Linked DNA regions of Sus scrofa: region 1 is linked to region 2. The links are chromatin contacts, called in public promoter capture Hi-C maps. All regions are on one chromosome and are shown on one strand. The core of a region is the stretch at or near the end of the contact, and the rest is flanking DNA. Distances in the headings are between cores, read along the strand shown.

Region 1 (3,680 bases), core at 229-2,728, 44 kb after region 2:
ATGTACTACTTAAAAAGCACTTTCACTGGAGTTCCCGTTGTGGCTCAATGGTTAACAAACCCAACTAGGAACCATGAGGTTACAGGTTTGATCCCTGGCCTTGCTCATGGGGTTACAGATCCCATGTTGCAGTGGCTGTGGTGTAGGCTGGTGGCTACAGCTCCAATTGGACCCCTAGCCTGGGAACCTCCATATGCCACAGGAGCGGCCCTATAAAAAGACCAAAAAAAAAAAAAGCATTTTCTCTGCACTCCCGCTCAAAGTATTAATAACCCCTGCTTTAGAAAGTGAAGACATTTTTTTCTCAAGACTACAGCCTTAACATAAGTATAAAAACCAAGGTTAAAATCCAGGTCTAACTTCTAAACTAGTACTATCCATTCTGGCCCTACTCATTGAACAAGCTTAGCTCTAAAACGTAGGAGAAACAATGTCAGAAGGGATGAGAACACTGCACAAAACTTTAAGAAGGGAATTGCAGGATTTATTTGGTAAAAAGCAATCATAATAATTAAAAATAAAGATGTAAAAATATTGGAGTTGCCGCTGTGGCTAAATGGGTTAAGAATCCCACTACCAGTGGCTGCAGCGCTGGTTCAGTCCTGGCCCAGGAAACTTCCATATGCCATGGGTGCAGCCATTAAAAAATTTTTTTAATAAAAAAATAAAAAGATGTAAAAGTATTATGATGATCTGATCCAGGCACTGTTTCGAAATGTACAGTAATACAGAGAAGGGAGAGAGATGAATTAAAACACTAAGTAAAGAAGTGGGCTGAATGATCCACAGTAACTACTTTTCTCCTGTGCCCAATAAACTTGTCATGTGATGAAAAGGGACAACGTGACGGACGAAACGCACCCATCCACCCTAGATGACTTTCTTTCACAGAATCCTGGTTAATCAATTGGAAACAAGGATGTTATGGCTACAAAAGGATTCAAAGACAAAACGACTACTGCCAACTCAGGATATTAAACCGAGAGACAGAAAACTAGACCACTTTCTCCAAAAGTGTTTCACCTCTGCTTTCTACATCCACTTTGAAACCATCACCCTCATCCCACCGGGTCCCAGCCTATCGATCTACTGGCTCTCCACCTCCTTGTCCCAAGTTACCTTGACTGTCTCCAGGCTGGCCCCTTCCAGCACCACAATGAGTCTGCGGCCTCCGGTCTTGCTTCCCGCCCCGAGTCGGGGCCGCTTGGGCGCCACAGCATCCCAGTCTTCTTCCTGCTCCCCGGCGCGCCGCTCACGAGGTTGGAATCCACCACTGGGCGCAGCCATCTTGCAACCAAATCGGAAATTGCGCTGATTTTCTCAAATTAGGACCTCGTGCTCCACCCAATCGCATGCTTCCTTCCGTCGGCCATTTTGAAAGTGGGCGCTGGGAAATGGCGACGGCTCTCTGTCTGGCGCTCCCGAAGCCTCTCTGGGAGGGCAGGGTTCCAGAAAGGGGCAGGAACTTCCGTATGCGTAATTCCTGTGCGCCAAGCTCGGGTCTGCCGTGGGTGGGCGGGGGGGTAGGGTTTAGAAGGGAGCGCACTTCCGGTGCCCTTTCTCCAGCAAGCACCTGGGGCTCGGACCTTCGTGTGAAGGGTGCGATCCGTAAACTGGAGCGCGGTAAAGGCAGGCCGGCACCCGCTTCTGACCTCTGGTGCCGCCGGCCTCAAGATCGGACATGGCCCAGAACTTGAAGGACTTAGCGGGACGGCTGCCCTCCGGGCCCCGGGGCATGGGCACGGCGCTGAAGCTGCTGCTGGGGGCCGGCGCCGTGGCCTACGGCATCCGCGAGTCGGTGTTCACCGGTGAGCAACCTCCGCCCGCTTTCCGGACACCGGCCGACCCTCCCTAGGCCCCTGCCCAGCCCCGCCGGGTCCACGCGCTCACCCAGCCCCTCACCCCGCCCCTGCCAGAAGCTCGCACGTACTCTGAGCCCTGCCTGGTCTGACCCCCCCACCCCTCTCCCCGCAGTGGAAGGCGGGCACAGAGCCATTTTCTTTAATCGGATCGGAGGCGTGCAGCAGGACACCATTCTGGCCGAGGGCCTTCACTTCAGGTAATGGCGGGCAAAGCGGACTGCCCCTGACCCTTCACCCTTGAATCCCGACTCACCAGTAGCTATAGTAAGATTTTCAAAAGCATTCAACAGCCACCCTTTCTCCTCCTCACGCCCATCTCCCGGAACAGTGGGTGCTGCCCAAAACTCCAGCAGCACATACTGTTGTTCTCCAAAGGGAGAAGAGAATGTCTCCGTGACCGTGGTCATTTAAGAGAAGCAGACCAAGAAACAGGTGGTGGTGGAGAACAGAGCAAAACGAGGGAAACTGCTGTCTCCTAATCCCTATCCTTGTTCCCTCTCCTCCAGGATCCCCTGGTTCCAGTACCCTATCATCTATGATATTCGAGCCAGACCCCGAAAAATTTCCTCCCCCACAGGCTCCAAAGGTAGGTCTGGGCACTGGGGCGTTTCGGGCAGTAAACAAAGGAGCCTGGCCAGAGAGTAGGGAAAAGGGTAGTGTCAGATCTCTTAGTTTCCCCTTCTGCAAACAGACTATAATAAAAGCATCTGCTGCTTGGCTTAAAGCAGTACATTCTGGACACACTGTGTGTTTGCACATTTTTAACTGTCCCTCCCCCAATGCAAACTCAGTGAGAGTGTTGTTTGTTCTTGGTCTTATTCACTGCCTAGATGGAGGTCTTGTTTTAAATCCCTTTTTCTTTTAACTGCTTCATTTATTCTCTATATCTGCTGGTACAGCCTGTCCTGACCTTACTCTTCGCTGGTGCACCTGTTTCCCCCAGACCCTTTGTCACACACACTCCCAGAGGCATGTACACAGTGAAGCAAGTAGCTCACCTGTACTGTACTTTTTTTGTACTATTTTTATTTATTTATTTATTTATTTATTTATTGTCTTTTTAGGGCTGCACCGGTGGCATATGGAGGTTCCCAGGCTAGCAGTCCAGTCAGAGCTGTAGGTACCAGCCTACGCCAGAGCCACAGCAATGCAGGATCTGAGCCGCATCTGCAGCCTACACCACAGCTCACGGCAACGCCAGATCCTTAACCCACTGAGCGAGGCCAGGGATCAAACCTGCGTCCTCATGGATGCTAGTTGGGTTTGTTAACCACTGGGCCCTGAGGGGAACTCCACTCCTTTTGTACTATTTTTAGTGCAGGTTGTTTAACATTCCCAAAACTCTAAGCCTTAAGAGTATGATTCAGAGAACACAGGTTTTGTTCTCAAGTCTTGTCCTCAAGTCCTCCCAGCCTCATACAGGAGTCAGGTGATTGGGATGCATAGTAACAGGACCTACAGTAGAGACTGCACAGTAGAAGGCCAAAAGAAAGGTCATTTTTCCTGGTGGAGGGGTTGTGGGTAGAGAAGCCTCGACAGTGGACCAGGCTGCATTTGTCTTTGCTGAGTCACATCCGGTCAACCTGATGACCCTGCCCCCCTCCCCGGGTGGGGGTGGGGGGCAGTTCCAGACCACACGTCATTGCTGTAGGCAGAGGGGGAAGCAAGTGGAGGAGGCATTGCTCGGGGAGGAGGGCTTTGTAAGAGGCCATGTGAGGCCCCCATGGCCTTGACCAGCCACTGCTGACCTCGCTCTCAGACCTGCAGATGGTGAACATCTCCCTGCGGGTGCTGTCCCGACCCAACGCCATGGAGCTG
Region 2 (3,688 bases), core at 273-2,772:
GATAAGTACCAAAGTCAGCAAGATGGTGACTTCCAACAAGAGAAGGAGGGAAATGCCACAGGAAGAGATACATCAGGCTCTTCAGCTGTACATGTGATGTTTGTTTCTTAACCTGTGGGAAGTGATATTACTACTTTTTTTTTTTTTTTTTTTTTTTAGGGCCGTACTGGTGGCATACGGAGGTTCCCAGACTAGGGGCTGAATCGGATCTGCAGCTGCCGGGCTACACCACAGCCACAGCCATGCTTAATCCTTAATCCACTGAGCGAGGCCAGGGAGCGAACCCACTTCTTCATGAATCCTTGTCGGGCTTGTTAACTGCTGAGCCACCATGGGAACTCCAAGTTATATTATTCTTGACTTTTCTGAATATTTCTTATTTTTTATATTTTCTTCCCACAAAGGGGGAGGGAAGTGAAGTTTAACAGACTTGGGTTTCAGTTGTCCCTGCCACTTTCCTTAATTTCTCCAAGCCTCTGCATCTGTAAGAGGATATCATAATAATAAATATCCTGTTTCATAATCAATTAAGTGAACTACTGTGGATATCAGTGCTGCACAAAGTGTGAAGTGCTATAGCAGTGTAAGCGGTTAATTGTGCACCGATGCTCCACAAATTCCAGCTATTACTGGAAACTCTTGGTGTTCCTTTGTTACATACTCTCATAGGAACTTGTCCCTTTCCTTCAGGGACACTTCCCCTAGTTTGCAATTATAAGTCCAGGATCGCTTTATATTACCATCAATCCACACTCCATGGCATTGGGTCCAGCACTGGTCTTGGCACATTTTGTTATTCTAAGGTGTTTGTTGGTTTGTTTTGCTTTTTAGGGCTGCACTCCTGACATATGGAAGTTCCCAGGCTAGGAGCTGAATCAGAACTACAGCTGCTGGCCTACACCACAGCCACAGCAACGTCATATTCCAGCTGAGTCTGTGACCTACACCATAGCTCATCCCAACACCGGATTCTTAACCCACTTAGCAAGGCCAGGGATCAAACCGGCATCCTCACGGATACTAGTAAAATTCGTTTCCGCTGTGCCACAATGGGAACTCCACATTTTGCTTTTCTTATCTGAAATAGTGGTTACCTGTACAAAGTAAGAATGAGAAGCAAGGTGGGAAAAAAGGGCTTTTATTTTGTCCTCAGTTTCTACCCTCTTTGCTCTTTTACCTTGTACCTGTAATAGTGACAAACTAGTTCAATTTTTAATTAAAATAATGATTAAATCGGCATATCAATTTCATCCCTCGAGGTAACATTTTAATACAGGACGTAGCAGGAAATAGGAGCAGGCAAAGCCTGGGAGGGAAGGCGGCGGCGTATCTAACGGTTTAAGAACGGCCGGCGGCGCCGTTAGGAGGCGCTTGCGAGGCCGCCGCAGAAATTCCCGCCCTCCCGCTACATGCCCCAGTAACCCCGGCGCGCCGGCGACCGAGAGTAACCTCGCGGTCGGGTGACGGCACCCCCCCGCCCCGACTCTCGCCTGCTCCGTCTCAGCCAATAGGGAGGCAGTGCACGAGCCGGCCGGACACCAGCACGCCCCGACTCCTCCCCTGAGCTGCTGGAACTGAGTTGTACAGGCGCTGCTTCAGACTTTTCCAATCGCAGGTCTGGTTCCCTGTACCAAGCCCCGCCCCCGGCCTGCCCCGCGTTCATTCTGGCCAGAGTCACCTTTGCCTTACAACCGCTCAGCCCCGCCCCCTGCCTACCTTGCTGCGTGAGGCCCCGCCCCCTTCCCGGGCCGGCCAATGATCGGCTGAGTCTGAAGCCGCTGGGCGGGCCCACAGCCAATGCGCACGCCGTGGGCGGGCTCCGGGCCGGAATTGGGGGTGAAGCTCCAGCGTTGTGCCCACATTCGGGGCGCGCGGAGCCGAGGGGTCCCTGGGGGGCGCCCGGAGCTAAGATGGCGTCCGCAGCCGAGGGGGACGTGGGAGCGGTGGTGGAGCTGGCAGGAGTGCTGCGGTGGGTTCTCCAGGAGCTGAGCCTTAACAAGTTGGCGACGTCCCTGGGCGCGTCAGAACAGGCGCTGCGGCTCATCCTCTCCATCTTCCTAGGTAAGGACCCCTCGCGGAGTCCCCGGGGAACCGGGGCGTGACCTCCCCCTCTTCCCGGCCCCACCGGGAGGGCTGTGTGGGGTGCGAATGTGAATCCTAGAACACACCAACCAGCTCTGGAGAGGGATACAAGTCTAGTCTCGAGTCTGGGGGCGCTGTGCCCTCTGAACCTCTTCACCTTTCCCTTCGACCCCTACTGTACCCTTCTGGCCCCTCATTTGGCGCCACCACCCTCTCATCCTGCCATGCTCTATCCGGTGTCCCCACGACCTGTCCTTATTTGTCTCTCTTGAGTTCTACTCTCTGTCCATGTGTACTGCTGGTATTAATATCAACCCTCTCACACGCGCGCTTCTTATTGGCAGGTATAGGCCCCCTAACTTAGCTATTTTAGTCCTAAGGGCCCCCTCAGCCCCACGCTCCATACTTGCACATTCTGAATCTCTATTTTGTGCATTGCCAGCTTGTATTACACTTTCCTCTTTTTGTCCAGTTTCTCGTGTTTTCTTCTTATACCATATTGCTTTTTCTTTTCCTTAACCACCCACCTGTCATTTACCCTGGAATATCATTTTAGTACTGGGCTTGGGAAACAGGACTGGCAACCCCTTAAAAACTATCCATGCTACCCCAAGCGGTTGTTATCCACGTGGTTCAAAGGATGTGGTATATCTGAATTTATGTCACAACAGACTGTGTTATACCTGGTTTATAGGCTTTTTTATTGCATTCTTCCTCCATGGTTTTTTTAATACAAGGAAGCAGCATGACAATGAGGGGGGAAAAAAGTGTGTAGACTTAGAAGGCAAACGAATCAGATCCAGCCTTGCTGCTGCTTACAAACTGTGGGACCCCGGGCCAACCACATAACCTGTCTGAGTCTCAGTGTTCTTATTTATGAAATGAGGACAATAATGCCTATCTGATAGGATTGCTGTAAAGTCTTGTAGGAATTCAAAAGTTAGGAGCTGATTTGTCAATATTTGAGTAGTTGGAAGATTTTATGAAGGTTATGGGACTTTAGGAGAGCAGGGGTGGGAGGAATTTAGCAAACAAAACAGAGGGGCAAGAGCAGGTCTGCACTACAAGAAATTTGAGATAAAGTTGGGCAGATGTGGAAAGCCTTAAATGCCAGAAAGAAATTTGGAATTTATCCAGTAGTCAGTAGAGATGCTGACATTTAATATCATCTAAGGGTGTTAACTAGATCTAGATAATGGGAGAAGCATTAATTCATATTTAAACAACCTTGGGTAATATCACGTCCTTCACCTATTACACATCAAACCTAGACAATCTTCCTTTCTTCCAAATGAGGGTCACATTTTCTCTCCCTTATAGAATTGTAAAATTGTATTTTATTTTATTGCCTTTTAGCGCTGAACCCTCGGCATATGGAGGTTCCCAGGTTAGGGGTCCAATCGGAGCTACGGCAGCTGGCCTACACCGCAGCCACAGCAGCTCCGGATCCCCGACCTACTGAGCGAGGCCAGGGATCAAACCCACATCCTCATGGATACTAGTTAGATTCATTTCCACTGCACCACAACAGGAACTCCCTGTAAAATTTTAGAGGTAGAGGGGACTTTAACTTGTGTGACTTGCTTAGTGTCACCCAGATCTAACC

The links. Promoter capture Hi-C pulls out the DNA fragments that hold promoters and counts their contacts.
Region 1: a contact with region 2 is called in a promoter capture Hi-C map of liver, with 3 times the contacts expected there. The contact joins the promoter of PHB2 here to the promoter of LPCAT3 in region 2. A contact is called at or near these places in 5 of 5 promoter capture datasets (fetal liver, fetal skeletal muscle, liver and 1 more), 12 of 47 Hi-C or Micro-C datasets (alveolar macrophages, blood, brain and 5 more) and 2 of 2 datasets of contacts at active chromatin or transcription factors (alveolar macrophages and skeletal muscle).

The regions. Positions count from the first base shown.
Region 1 is chr5:63,750,088-63,753,767 of Sscrofa11.1, forward strand. PHB2 (prohibitin 2) reads left to right here and starts at 1,479. Exons shown (of 10, transcript NM_001243556.1): 1 at 1,479-1,808; 2 at 1,975-2,059; 3 at 2,369-2,448; 4 at 3,622-3,680. The coding sequence starts at 1,682. EMG1 (EMG1, N1-specific pseudouridine methyltransferase) reads right to left here and starts at 1,382. Exons shown (of 6, transcript NM_001243478.1): 1 at 1,120-1,382. The coding sequence starts at 1,287.
Region 2 is chr5:63,706,152-63,709,839 of Sscrofa11.1, forward strand. LPCAT3 (lysophospholipid acyltransferase 5) reads left to right here and starts at 1,523. Exons shown (of 13, transcript XM_003355593.5): 1 at 1,523-2,061. The coding sequence starts at 1,911.